Regions from separate parts of the Gasterosteus aculeatus genome. Here region 1 is linked to region 2. A link is a contact called in public Hi-C data. All regions are on one chromosome and are shown on one strand. The core of a region is the stretch at or near the end of the contact, and the rest is flanking DNA. Distances in the headings are between cores, read along the strand shown.

Region 1 (6,751 bases), core at 212-2,711, 83 kb before region 2:
GTCCGTACACACCGCAGGTGCCAGAAGAGGAAGTGTCCTATCTTGCGGTTCCCCTGGGCGCGCTCCAGCAGGAAGTGGGTGAGGGCACAGTCGTAGTACGGCTCGTAGCGCAACACCTGCACCAACTGTAGCAAGTACTGCGACAGCTCCTCCTCACTGGGAGGATGGGGGGAGAGAAAGAAGGGAAGCAGGGGGAGGGCGTGTGATTAAATAAAAACAGCAAGGGAACGCAACGACGTGCACACACGGCCAGAGGATGACATGCGAGAGCTCGACTATATACAGTATATATATATTAAAAAAAAAAACACATCCTTACCTCATATCCCGCAGACAGCCCACGGCGTACTTTCTGACATACTGGTCCGGGTAGTTGAAGTCCAGAAGCTCCAGAGCGTCTCTGGGACTCAGTTTGGGCCAAACCTGAAGCAGTGCCTGGAGCTGAGACACACAGACACACACACAGACACACAGACACACAGACACACACACACACACAGAATGTTTTTGTATTCTGAGGCTGATGAAGATGCTAAACTGCATGTAAACTGTTCTACAAACAAATATGGATTTAAAACCATGTCGTACAAAATAAGTTAGCATTTTTGCCAAAAGTGTAGCCTAAACTTACCAACATCATTGTTAGAGCTTCTGGTTTATTCGACTGAGCACATTTCAAAGCTTAGAATTATTTTGGAATGTTCTTTTCAGTATCAAATGCGCAAATATTTTGTCTTGTTTAAATTTATTTCTCCTTTAAAACAAGCGTCTCAGTCTATTCTTCCTCATGATAATTGAATAACGACTCATGCAGACACGGCCTGTAATAATGGTAAAAACAACGACATCAGCTCACTAACCTGCGCCATGTCCTCGTGTTTGCTCCACTTGACGGAGAGCAGCAGCTTGGGCAGCGACTGAGGGAAATAGTCTTTGCAGTCGTGGCGAAGCGTCCAAATCAAATCCTTCTCGTTTTCACACAGCTGAGAGAGCGGGTCGCGCTCCATGATCTCCTTCAGCTCAATGTTGAACTTCTTCCACCCGCGACTCTGAGGGGAGCAACGAGGAAAAGGCGGTGAGAGGAGGATGGAAGGAAGCGATCGGCGGACGATTGTGTGCAGCGCCTGGAAACCACCACAGGGGGGCAGGAGTGCTTCACAGCTTGCAGAGATTTCTACATCGACTGCAGCTCAACACTAGGACCAACATCTCCTTCACAACGAGGCGAACACCGTCCGATGCAAACAAACGTTGATGCAAACTAGTGCTAAAAGAAAAACAGGGCGGATTTAACTTTCTTTGCAGACAAATCGTATCAGACCAGCGGCTCGTGTGCGGATCTCTAAACCGATGCACGAGTTGAGAGTAAAAAGTAAACAGCGAGTTGTAGCGGGCGCTGGTACGTCCACTCACGCGCAGCGCTCCCATTAAAGGGGCGTGTTCAGGCATGCACTTTACCTAACGCACCATTACGTAACCGGCTGCAACACGCCCGGGAGAGGGCTTTCAGTAGAGTGCCGGCGAGACAGGAAAAACACACGAGCAATCTGATTAGAGTGGGTCGTTTTGAAGGGGACAGGAATAACTCCGCAGCTACACCCAGCCACCGCGATGATAACGGGTTTCCAGGGAAACCAGCAGCGCGAGGTAATACCACAGCGACGGAGACTACTTGAAACGCACGGATCACTTTCCGTGGTTTCCCCCGGTTCGTTTCCCGTATGTGTGGAGATTCTCAGGCGCGCCGACGCCACCTCCTCCCACCGCGCGTCAACTCACCATCAAGTCATTTGGCTTGACAGTCTCTGCAGCTTTTTCCAGTATCTGCAAAAGGAGAAAAGCAAGTGAGGGCCATCCAATCAGTGGGGGATCAGACTGATGCGGTCAAAAAGTACGCAACACAAAATGGGAAAACTGCCTGACCTTGTCAAAGGGAGGGAAGACGACGGAGTGGGACATGTACTCCGGGAAGTGGATGTGCAGCGCTGTGGCGTTCTCAGTGTACGGGTTGGTCTGAATGGTTCCTATGGGGTTCAGCATCTCTTCAAGTTCATCTGCCGGAGACACACACACACACATGAAGTCACTCCGTCACCGGAGAAGCTCCTTTAATTCGCTTAATTGTATTAGAAGTAGGGATGGGCATCAGCATACATTACATCAGTAATCTCTTTGTTTGTCGTGTGGCAACAAAAAAGGAAAAGTACATAATGAATGCAAACAAAGGGAATGTACAGGTGCAAGCTTTATAATGTTAAATTTGAAATAGAAAATGTGCATCAACAACCTCCTCCAGGTACGTCCAGAAGACCACCGCTTCACCCCCGAAAGTAAGAACAATGAAATGACTCAAAACGTGACTAGATATAATAGACATACCAGGAAAGGAGGACCAGCAGTGCAGGATGATGTCTCCGGTCTTCAGCTGGCCTTTGTAGTCAAACACCATGGTGTTGACCCACGCTATGGGGTAGTGCTGGACCACACACGGGGGGGGGGGACAAAGACAAATGACTCTTCCATCAATGATATGGTGATATAACAAGGATGGTTAGATGGGTTGAGCCCGTTTCTTACCACTTTCCCTGCTTTGCGGATGGTCTGGTACTTGTTTGTGTGGAGGTTTTTGGTGGACTTCTGCTTCTTCACCTTGTCCATGACGGCGTAGATGGCGAAGCAGAGGCGGGTCATGCGCGGCAGGTCGCACACCGAGAGGTCAAACTCCAGCGTGCTATTATTCCACGTGTGGTCCGAGCGGCCGCTGCTCTCGCTGCTCACCGCCGGCTTGCAGAGCAGCTCCGTGCCGTGGAAGAGCCCCGCCCTCACCTGGACCTAGCGGACGGGAGGGGGTTGGGGACAGCTTCTGAGTGCGTGCAGTGGCGCTACCACAGGAACAGCAGAGTTGAAATTCCATTTTTAAAGGATTTTGGACGGCGCGGCGGTTTACCTTGGCGCTCTCCTCTGCGTTCACCTTGCTGCCGTTCACCAGGACAATCTTAAAGGGCCGGGACACGTCCCACACACACGTCTGCACTAGCTGCCGAGGGAAGGCAAGTGGAGGCAATGAGTGAGCAGCATTTGCATATTGCGCTGGGAAAATATGCACACAATCAGGAACTGATGCCAAAAAAGTACACAGGCAAACACAACCACGGTCCACACAAGTGTACGTGTCCTCCTCCACAGACACGCACATGAACAGCAAAAACAGTGTGGGGGGGTGAGGGAGGTCATTGTGATGTCAGGCCGAGGGGATTTGCGATGGGTCAGCAGTCAGCAGAAGAAAAAAAAAAACAACAACCCAGCATCACATGACCTGTGGAGTCTACGAACATGACTAACCAGCCCACTTCCTGCAGTCTGCCGCGCGCGTCGATGTGTCTCAGTGTGTGCGGTCGTGTAATTGGCCTCATGTCAGATAAGACGGACGGTTTGTTCCAAAATGACGGGCAGACGCGAGCGCTGCGTGTAGTCCTCCGTCCTCCTGCGGTGGGTTTTTTGGGGGAGTTTTGAATAACCGGATCCTTCCTCTAGCTGGCAGACAGACGCAGTCCAACGCTAAGCTTATTACAGTTTATTAATCTGTGTCGGGAGCATTTATGAAAATTAAAGCGCTAAACAAGGCGTTGAGTAATCAAGAATGAGAGTAATTTAGGAGAGTCCAAGATGTCATCACTTCATTGTTGCAGTTATTATAATAATTGGCGTGTGAATTGTTGCGTTATGGAGGGCAGCTTTGATCGCCGACGGTTCACTAAACGCCGCTGGACTTTGTGCCAAATCTGAAACAGCAAAACGGGACTTTAGAAAGCAACAATGTTTTGGGTTTCAGTGAAGCGCTCTTATCAAATCTCAGATCCAATTAAGACTTCATCTAGTTTTTAAATATCAGTTAAAACGTTTGGCACGTTACAGGCAATGAAGGCTTCAATAAAATAATTATACTCATTATGTTTGGGCAATAAGCTTAAAACCATAAAAACAAAGGCGAGTTGGAAAAGGAGAGAACCGTAAAAGTCTGAATAAATCAAACTGGCAGCGTTTCTCCTTCCTGTGAAAAACTACAAGAACGGACCTGTTGTTTCAACAGTCGCTGGCTGCAATCTGCCAGAAGGTGCTTTTACTGAGATATCAACCATGCAGGATCATGGAAAAAGAGCGATTAGTCAAGTAAAACGAAACTAATTGGCAGAAATGACACCAAACGCTGGTTTAAGACGTGACTGGGACATTTTAAGTTAAAATAAGTATTAGCTTCAACCCTTACCAACTAGCTAATTACTGGTTAATCCAGGGCTTCATGAGGTCCTGTAAATTAGCAGAACGATGCATCAACTCCAATTGTGGGGAATCTGTGATCTCTATATATAATTAAAGCTTTTACATCGGTCGGGGTGTATTTTATTAAAACGTGCTAAAGAGATTCTATGCTGCCCTATTTTTGCTCTGCACAGATCGAAGGCATTTTCAAACTGCCGGGTAATTAAAAATCCCGGAAGACTGACGAAGGCCAATTAAATTCAACCTGACATTTGAAATGTGGACACACACACACGCCACTGTGCACCTGGCAGCAGCAGCTGCACAGAGGAGTTTTCTGACAAATGTGGCGAATGCTGGCAGGACGCATCGGAAACAACGGCTCATCACGAGGTGAAGCTGCACACCTGCCTCGCTCCGCGCAGGTGAGCCGATGGTCTGTCACTGTGTGGGCGGATGTTAATTGATAGTTCTCCAGAAAAACAGCACAACATTCTCAAATACGCGGCACACCCTCAGTTTTAATGCCAACGATGCGCCTCACGTAACATCTGGGACAATTAAAAGAAACGCGCGTTAACAAGCGTACAAAAATAAAAGACTCCAACAAGCAGAAATGAAAACATTAACTTCACTTCAGCTACTGAAGACCCCCCCCCCCCCGATGTCTCTGAAACCATCTGCGGATGTGGAATAGAAAATATCGCCACAGCGCAGAAATGGGAAGCGCGCACACTCTCGCACTACTGGCCTCACCGTGGGAGCCCTTCTCTTGGGGGGCAGCGGGAGAGGCGGGTTGGAGGACTTGCGGCTGACCACGGCGCCGATGGCGGAGATCTCCTTGTCGAACAGGACCTTGACGTTGCTGGCGTGGACCAGGGTGAGGTGCGGGGGCTCCTTGGCCTGCATGCAGGAGCGGATGTACTGCACACAAGACGGGAAAGAAATGCTGTTAGCTGTGCGCATATTTTTGCGCACACACACGCACACAAAAAGTGGATCCTTTTTTATGGTTTTGCAGCATGTTAAACGTTGAACTTTCATTTTGCTGAGGAACAATCTTGTGCGAAAGCGCCGCTGTGCTACTGATAAAAGGATCAGCTGAAGAACAATTAATCCACGAGCCGCGACATGTGAAATTCATGCACAGCTTGTCAGCAGACTTGATCAAATGAATATGCACCGTTTGGAATTGTAGTTGATTTAAATCAGTGCAATACAAAAAGAAAGAACAAACCAAAACGTCGCTCGCTGAACTTCAGCCGCTCACATTCGCATACCAAGAGTGCAATAAAAAAACAAAACACCTGCCTCCGGGTTTCGAGTCCAATAAACGTCTTTTGTTGTGTGCCGATGTCATTTTGTTTGCACATCGTGTCCTCTGTTTGTGCGTTAGACAGTTTCTTTGAGCAGTGCCTTTATGTAAATAACGCGCAACAGCTTTTTCCACAGCAACCGAAAACTTCCTGCGTAGCCAATACCTTTATCAAACACGGAGCTCTGATATAAAGACGGGACACCTGCGGTGTGCATTTCACCATAACACTGGTTGCTGGAATCGTTAAAACACGCCATCATCCATTCATTGTGGTGCAACACGCGGCCGCGCCCCCCTCACTCACCTTGTACTCAATCAGGGGCTGGTCTCCACACAGGAACTCCAGGCAGTGGCTGACCCTCAGCACGTACTGCCCCCGCCACGCCTCCTCCTCCTCCCCCCCCTCGGGCCCGTGGGTGGTCAGCCACTTCTTCAGGGCCTGCTCCATCAGCTCCGACGGGACGCAGGACGACGCCACCTTCAGGCTGGCCGAGTCCTGTGGGGCGAGACGAGAGCACTAGTGGCACGTCGGCCGTCAGACCGAAAAACGCTCGTTTTAACCACATCCGCGCCTTGAAACGGTCTTACCGGAAAAGTCGTAACTAAAATATGTGAAAAAGGGAGGCTGCTGCATCACATCAGACGGTAAAACATGCTAGTTACGTTGATTGACGTGTGTCATGAACTCGCCCTGCAACGAATAAAAATGCGAAACCAACAGCGCTGCGATATCATGAAAGACTCACCGCTGAATTCTAAACACTGAACTTTGGTCCCTTTTCACCTTAGAACAAACAAACCACAACGGCGCTCTCCTGTAACTCCCGAATGAGTCCTCCTGCCAACGTCCACCTGGGCGCCGCGTCGCACATGGCCCGTTCATTGTGTGTGTGTGTGATGTCGATCAAAGCTGATACACACGACCATCTGTTTTATAATGAAATAATATTGATATAACAGAGGAGACGGGAGACAGACAGCTGGAACGAGACAGTCGAGTTCAGATAAGGAGAGGAGAAAAAAAAAAAAAAAAAAAGAGAGTAATTTTAATCAGAGCTCGGATCCCTCGAGTTGCTGTGTGTGTGTGTGTGTGTGTGTCCCCATAAGGAAGGAATCATTTCACTGATGGTTTTGACCCACTTAAGTGTTCTCACATGACTTGACGGTCACAAC
Region 2 (7,160 bases), core at 386-2,885:
CATAAGAGGGCAATAAGAGAAGCTCACAAAACGAGTTGTGGTTTTTGTGTGCGGTAAATCTACAACAATTCAATTCCACCAGTTCAGCTCATCGGAGTGATGGCGAAACAAAATAAATAAACATTGAACGAAAACAGGTTTGTTGAATCCACAGCCGGAGAGACGTGGACCCGGGCCTGCTCGTTGCAAGAGCAGCAACCCAATCTGAGCCCAGCACTTCCTGCGGGTGGGGGGGGGGGGGGTCCCTGGTCCTCTGCTCATATCTGGACAGCTGCTTTTGTTGACGGACATGTGTCGGTGTCGGTGGGCGACGATTGACTCGTTACTCGCTGAGGCTCTGAGAGCTGCTCGGTATCGCTGCTGTTCAGGGACTGTTTGGACCGACGGGGACGTTTTTATCTGTTTGACTTGTCAAACTCTGGCTCAGTTTTTACGCTGAGCCCGAGCAGACAAACACCTCGAATGTAGTCCACATAATAATAATAATAATAATAATGTTTTGTTTGTGCACAGATGGTGAATGGTTGCATAATGTATCTTGTTATTATGTCTTTAATATTTGATACCCCCTTTTACCGTTATATTGTATTTATATTACCGTGTAATCAATAATAAATGAGTACATTAGTGCATGTTATCCAAATATAATAATGTATGGCCTCTTCTGTTAAACTTCATCTGCCATTGACATTTATTATAAGAACAATACCACGTTGCTTTGAGTCGATTCCACTATATCACTTATAGATCATATTATTACACCAGTATAGCAGATTTTATTTTGAATAAATGCAATGTACGTGTTTGAATAGAGCGTGCACGTGTCTGCGAGTCTCTCACTCCTCAGCGTGGCTCGTTATCGTCCAGGCGGATTTTATACCATATCAGTCGATCCAAGAACACGCTGTAAGGACAAGTTCAGTCAGTCAGGAGGTAGACAAAAGAAACCGTGGAACTGTGACACAAACATACAATATGTAGAGATGAGAGTTCTATCAGACTGAGTACAAAACAAAGGCTTTACGTGGGATCGTCTTGTGTTCAGGATATTTGGTAGCGTGGCGCCATCTGGTGGTAAAAACAGCACTACAAAGTATTTTATCTTACTGGTGTTAAATGTATGTGAGTTACAAATATCAAGGAACTGCAGGAAAATCCACCAAATCAGTTGCATGTTCACAACAAACAATTACATGAATTTTTCATATTATAATCAGCATTTTCATAAATGTTTTTCATTTATTCTGTTTCTTTTTATTGCGTTGCATCCTCGCATCTCGCTGGAAAGCCAAACAAACAGATGGAACGTCTTCGCGTGCGCACGTAAACAAACCACACGTGTCCCACCGGTGCGGAGGCCGGCTGACCGAAGGGTCAGAGGTCACGGCGCTCCGATGAAGTCACAACGCCTTAGAGAGCTGGGAGAGGCAAATATAAGCGAAATACTGAAGAAGGGCATTAGGGAGCTGCTTTTGGCATATTTAGAGAATACAAGACTAATGAATAGAATTTGAGAGCTTTTTTAAATTAAATTAAATTTATTTTTGATTTGTTTTGTTTTTGATTTGGTTTAGTTCTAGTAGAGGTTTAATTTCCTTAAGTCCACACTCCAGATCAGTGGGTGGCGGTAATGCACCCGAAAGTTGTTTGCCAACCGCCATAAAAAGCAAAAGAAGAAGAAAAAGAAGAAGAAGAAGAAGTCACAACAAACATGGCGGCGCTCGGTGCAGCACGGCGCTTACTGCGGAGCTTCTCGCGGGGGAAACACGCACCGAAGGGCGGGCGGGTGTCGGTGAGATGCAGCACCGGGACGCCGTGCAGCGGCGCACAGGACAAAGGTGTGTTTTCATACGACGAACGGCGCTGTAGTCGCAGCATTCGCTCCGTTGCGACGCTGACCTTGTAGCCGGTTTCGTTAGCATCCATGCTATCAGTGCGCGTGTCAAACCCGCCCCACATATCTTCCGTTTTTAAATCGCCGTACTTATTTGATGAGACACAGACCGAGTAAAGGAGCGTTGAATGCGTGGGACGAGTTATTACCGGCTGGGTGTTGATTCGGCATTATGTTGGTGGCAATGCGAGGCGCTTTGTACTCAAATCTAAAGTTAGCTTTCTGCCGCGTTAGCATGCTCGTTTCACCTGGAGAAGAAGGCTGCATTCGTATGCATAGGACGATATAAAGGCCTCTCCAAAAGTCAAGTATGGCTGTATTTGGTCTGGTATGTTTACTTTTACTAAGTTACAATAAACGTGTAGTCGCTCTCCTTCAAATGTACCTCGTCATAGATGCATTCCTCTTGCATGTTGTGGTCACAACAGCGTAAACCGATATGAAATTGGCTTACGTGTAACTTCTGAGATTTACAGTGTGATTCTTTTCCCCGGCGCTGCCAGACGCTGCAAAGCCCCAGTTCACAGATCCCGCTGTGCAGGACGTCCTCGGCAGGATAACGGGCCTGGACCTGCAGAAAGTGTTCCGACCCGTTAAAGAGGAGCTGAAGCCGCCCACGTACAAACTCATGACCGATGAGCAGCTGGCGCAGGTTCCCTTCTCTTAATCGCACTCAGGCACGCGCCGGTCACAGCGCCGCTTTTTTTTCATCTGACCTCTTGTGCGGCTGTTTGCAGGCGGTCGCGTCGGCCACCGAGCAGGCCAGGAAGTTGCTGCAGATGCCCCCCGTCCTGCCGGAGAGGAAGCCCATCGACGATGTGCTGTCGGAGGAGAAGATCCTGGATGGCATGGACGACGCCAAATACGCCTTCACGGACATCACCTACGACATCCCACACAGGGTCGGCACGGGTGTTGAGATACGTACTGTGTTGATGTGGCCTGTGGACATTGTACATCCTCACTCACGTGCTTTACATACGCTGTCGTCCCCTCAGGAGAGGTTCATTGTGGTACGGGAACCCAACGGGATCCTCAGGAAGGCAACTTGGGAGGAGAGGGACCGGCTCGTTCAGGTGTACTTCCCAAAGGTCGGACGCAAACTCTCGGCGCCGCTCATCTTCAAGGAGGAGAACCTCAAGGTAGGAAACGGCAGCTCTGGCATTTCCTCTCTGCAGTGCCTTGTCGGAAACAAGCGCGTAATGTCCGTCCTCACGTTCTCTCTCGCTCTGTGTTAAGATGGTGTTTTCTCAGGACCGCCACGAGGATGTGTTGGACCTGTGTCTGGTCCAATTTGAGCCTGACTCCTCCGACTACATCAGGGTGCGATGCATTGATAGCAGACTGCATGTAGCTCGTTACACCATGAAATCTGCCCAGTTCATGTAAGGAGCATCGAGTATTGACAACGTCCAGTGAAGTTCGTATCCCGTCCCTTCCATGTGTCCAGGTACACGCTGCCACCTACGAGGACCTGGACAAGCACGGCAAATATGAGCTGCTGCGGTCCACCAGGCACTTTGGAGGCATGGCCTGGTACCTGCTCAACGCCCGCAGGGCCGACGGGCTTATAGTGGACATGCTGAAGAGAGAGCTGTGAGTGTGTGTGTGTGTGTGTGTGAGACAAACACATGCATGTTTATTACAGGTATGACAAGCTGTCATTAGGCCCTTAATGTGTGTGTTTGTGTGTGCGCGCCTCCAGGCTCCAGGACGCCGTTAGCCTAGTGTCTCTCTTCCACATGCTGCACCCCCACAGCGAGTCGGCCCAGGAGGCCGCCGGCCAGCAGGCCGCCGGAGCCGACCTGCTGAAGGTGAACATCTCAAATTTGAGCGAAAACATCTCCTGACGTCCGGTTTACACGCGTGTTCACTGCTCTACGTGTGCGCTGTCTATTCCGAGAGGTGAAGTGACGACTTCATGGGAAAAGGTCGCGGCAGTCATGCTTCCGTTAGTCATGCTTGAGCACGTAGTTGTGTTTTTATTAGTCTTTCACTAAAATAATAAATGCTGACGTTTCACTATTCTGATTGATCGGGTGACCTTTTGTCCTCGTGTCCTACAGATCTACGCCCAGAAGGAGTCTCAGCGGTCGGGCTACATCGAGCTGGCCCTGCAGGCGTACGAGCAGCTGGCTGCTAAGAGCTGTGCCGAATGACCGGATCCCCCCCCCCCCCAATACCCCCAATAGAAATCTACAAATTCATCAAGGATGAACAAAAAGCGGCGTTCTGCTCCTTCGCTCCTCAGTGGAAGGGAAGCTGTTTCTTCACATCCACCCAAGACGTCATTCATGTGGAGGGAGACAAATCTCTCGTATTGTCTGAATCAAACCAACAAACAAACCCAAATAAAGAACTTTGTACTTGTGATGAGTGGTTGGAAGTAAATGATTTCATAGATTATTGATTGAAGCTCTTTAATTTATTTTCAAAATCTGACTAAAGAACCGTCATTCCTTTAACAAAAAGAAAAACACAAGACATGTAAGGCACTTATGACAAAAACACCTGACAAACTGAAGCAGCGGTACAAACTTTTAACCGGGCGCCCAAATATCTGATAAAAACCAGGCAGCAAGCAGCTTCGTTTCAGGAATGTCAAGGAACAAAATCAATATTCAAACCTCAAAGGCTTTAATGGCACTGGAGGAGGAAGGAAAAGGAGTTTGACCAAGAACAGTCACTTGGAAGTGAGACCGCCCCCCCCCCCTTAAGATCTGGATTTATATTTTGAAGCAAGTTCAGCAATTAGTTTTGTCTTGTTTCAATAGCATATTTCCCCAATTTCCCCAACCACGGACAGGATATTTTAACTGGTCCCCAACACACACACACACTTTTTTTTCTTCTTCCCATCTGGGTTTGAATACAGCCTGAACACGTCCAAAGGTTAATTAATGCAGTGATGTTTGGGACTTCTTGTAGATGTGAATTAGTGAGGAATCCCTTTGGAGTTCTTTGGTCCCTGAAAACAAAAACAAACGTGCAGCTCGAGAAAGGCTCTTTGTCCTCATTCGCTCAGGAAATCTTCATCCAGGTTAACATCTGTGGTGTCGATGTCCTCCAGGTCAAAATCGTCCAGGTCGAGGATCTACAGGTAGAAAAAAAACAAAGAGTTCAATACTTCACTCCGTGGTCACGCCAATATTTGTGCCGTAGAATAAAAAACCGACGTTCACCTCTTCGTGGTCCTCTGCAGGTCCCTCGTCCTCTTTGCTGGATTCCACCTCCGTCTGCTGAGCCCCTGCAGGCTCCAGCAGGTCCTCCGGCTCCACTGGGAGTGCTGTGGTTTGTTCCCCCTGTCCGGGGGCCGCCTCTGGGGACGGCCCGTCCCACAGCGGGCCGTCTTCGCTGTCAAAGGAGATGAGCGGCTCCGCCGCAGGAAACGCCGCTCGTCCCTCGGGGACGCCAGTCTCTTCCGCGTGGGCTTTCGGGGAGATGACGCCCGCTCCCCGTCCCCCGCCATCAGGCGTTCCCCCAGTCTCGGACGACGGTTGGACGCTGCCTGTTGCTATGGTTGCACTCGATGTTTCCTCTGCTGCCGGGTCGGTTTCTGCCGTTGTCCCGAACTCGCGGGCAGCGGGATTTTTAGCCGGCGGTGGAATTTCCTGAACCTCCGTCTCAACTGACGGCCGGACGTCCTCCACCGGACTGGATCGAACCACCTGGATCGCTGTGGTGGATTCCAAAACGTCGTCCTCAGGCGCCGTCCCCGTTGCTGCTGCCGCCAAGACGGTTTCATTTAGGCTCTTCAGCGCTCCCTGCAGAACCAGCAGATATAGAAATGATAGAAACATGAACTTGAGTGACCACTGTCTGTCATTTTTTCCGTTAAAGGAGTGACATCTTTGTACGGGTCCTCACCTCCGGCTCGGCCAGCTCTCCTCTGAACTCGAAACCTGCAGATTCCTCCAGAACATTCCGCTCCTCGTTTGGCTGAAGAATAAAAAAAATAAAATAAAAAAAAGTCATCTCACACGCGACGCTCAAAGTATGAACAGTTAAATAACTTTAATGAAACACATTTTACAACTTGAGCAGCACATGAAGCTCCTTGCGCCCACCGCTCACCGTGACGAGCGGGTATTCTGCAGCGGGCCGGACCCCCACATGAGTCTCCTTCAGGTAACCTTCTGCCTGCAGGGCCTGCTGGAGGCCCGGGAACAGGTTGCTGTACTGGGACGGGTCGGCCAGAGCATCTGCTGCCTTCCGGTTGACCTTGGACAGACTCTCCTTCCACAGCTTCACCACTCTGGAGGCAGCATGGACACACACACACACAAACACACAGGTCATTGGAGACTTCAAATACGGGTAAACGGAGTGTGTGCAAAGTTCCTGCAGTTTCCCGTTTGACCAGAAGATCAACACAGGAACCTCTGTACCTCGACGTATGGCTGGGCAGATACGTTCTCGCCAGAAATGCTGCCTCTGGCAACCGTCCGGTTTGGATGAGAAGGTCCAGACATTTGTCCAATCTGGGAAAAACACGGAAAATCAACAACGAAAATCAACTGAGGAAGCAGCAACGAGTTGACACCGAAGTCCTCGCTGCGCTCACCGTCCCTGCAGGAAGGAGGTGAGGAAGGCCACGTTGGTCTTCCCGTCCCTCTCCGCCCCCTCGGCCAACTTTCCCACCATGTTGGCGTTGCCCGAGGCCGTGGCCAACAGCAGTAATCCCCCATAATCCTGAGCGCGGTGCAGGCACTCCTGAGCCAAGCCGAACTGGCACTTTGCAGTCGCCAGCTCAGCCAGCTGCTTCCATTTGTGCTCCGACTGCCCAAAGAGACAGGAGAGAGGATTATCACAGGGGGGGGGCGGGCTGTGACTAACGCCTGGGACTGCATGAGCCAGAACAACAGAGTCGGTCGGCATCAACATCTATTGAATGCTTCCCGCCACGTGATCAGCAACCATTTCTCGGTGTCGTATTGAAGGTTTATTTTTTAATTGAATGCAAACACTCGTGATCTCCTGAGGACGAATAGGCCCACTTGACAGCAGCCGTTTGGACAGGTTTTGCAGGGTAAAAGCTTTAGTTGGCTCACTGGTTTGGACGTGACTCAACAAACGCCCATAATATATTCCACCTGTGTGTTCTCTGCTCTGACGGAGAGAACTGAAAACATTACAATCTCGACTCTCCCATAATGAACAGTTGAATGTGAAGCGAAGAGCCGCGTTGAACCGATGGTGGTAAAACCATAAAAGCTCCTGCCGTGTCTTCCTGAAATGAAGTGCTGGTCGCGGTTTGCTCACCTGG

Evidence for each region. A called contact is a pair of places that touch in the nucleus more often than the background predicts.
Region 1: a contact with region 2 is called in a Hi-C map of tail fin, with 2.9 times the contacts expected there. The contact joins the enhancer-like site here to the promoter of mrps22 in region 2. A contact is called at or near these places in 2 of 6 Hi-C or Micro-C datasets (skeletal muscle and tail fin).

What each region holds. Positions count from the first base shown.
Region 1 is chr1:2,641,986-2,648,736 of fGasAcu3.hap1.1, reverse strand. pik3cb (phosphatidylinositol-4,5-bisphosphate 3-kinase, catalytic subunit beta) reads right to left here. Exons shown (of 23, transcript XR_013468467.1): 5 at 5,883-6,074; 6 at 5,017-5,184; 7 at 2,948-3,037; 8 at 2,578-2,832; 9 at 2,380-2,476; 10 at 1,924-2,054; 11 at 1,780-1,824; 12 at 861-1,049; 13 at 320-441; 14 at 13-156. Among protein-coding and RNA genes, the nearest start is that of LOC120834641, 9.7 kb to the left of the region's middle. Within about 2 kb of position 1,461, at least 4 of the 9 cell types and tissues checked have open chromatin away from gene starts, as enhancers often do.
Region 2 is chr1:2,558,449-2,565,608 of fGasAcu3.hap1.1, reverse strand. It overlaps mrps22 (mitochondrial ribosomal protein S22), which reads left to right and starts at 1,635. Exons shown (of 8, transcript XM_040182855.2): 1 at 1,635-1,838; 2 at 2,398-2,546; 3 at 2,632-2,796; 4 at 2,893-3,036; 5 at 3,134-3,217; 6 at 3,345-3,490; 7 at 3,600-3,708; 8 at 3,961-4,267. The coding sequence starts at 1,712. The coding sequence ends at 4,053. LOC120828748 (coatomer subunit beta') reads right to left here. Exons shown (of 22, transcript XM_078107305.1): 16 at 7,157-7,160; 17 at 6,459-6,673; 18 at 6,283-6,375; 19 at 5,969-6,149; 20 at 5,762-5,833; 21 at 5,077-5,658; 22 at 4,298-4,988. The coding sequence ends at 4,908.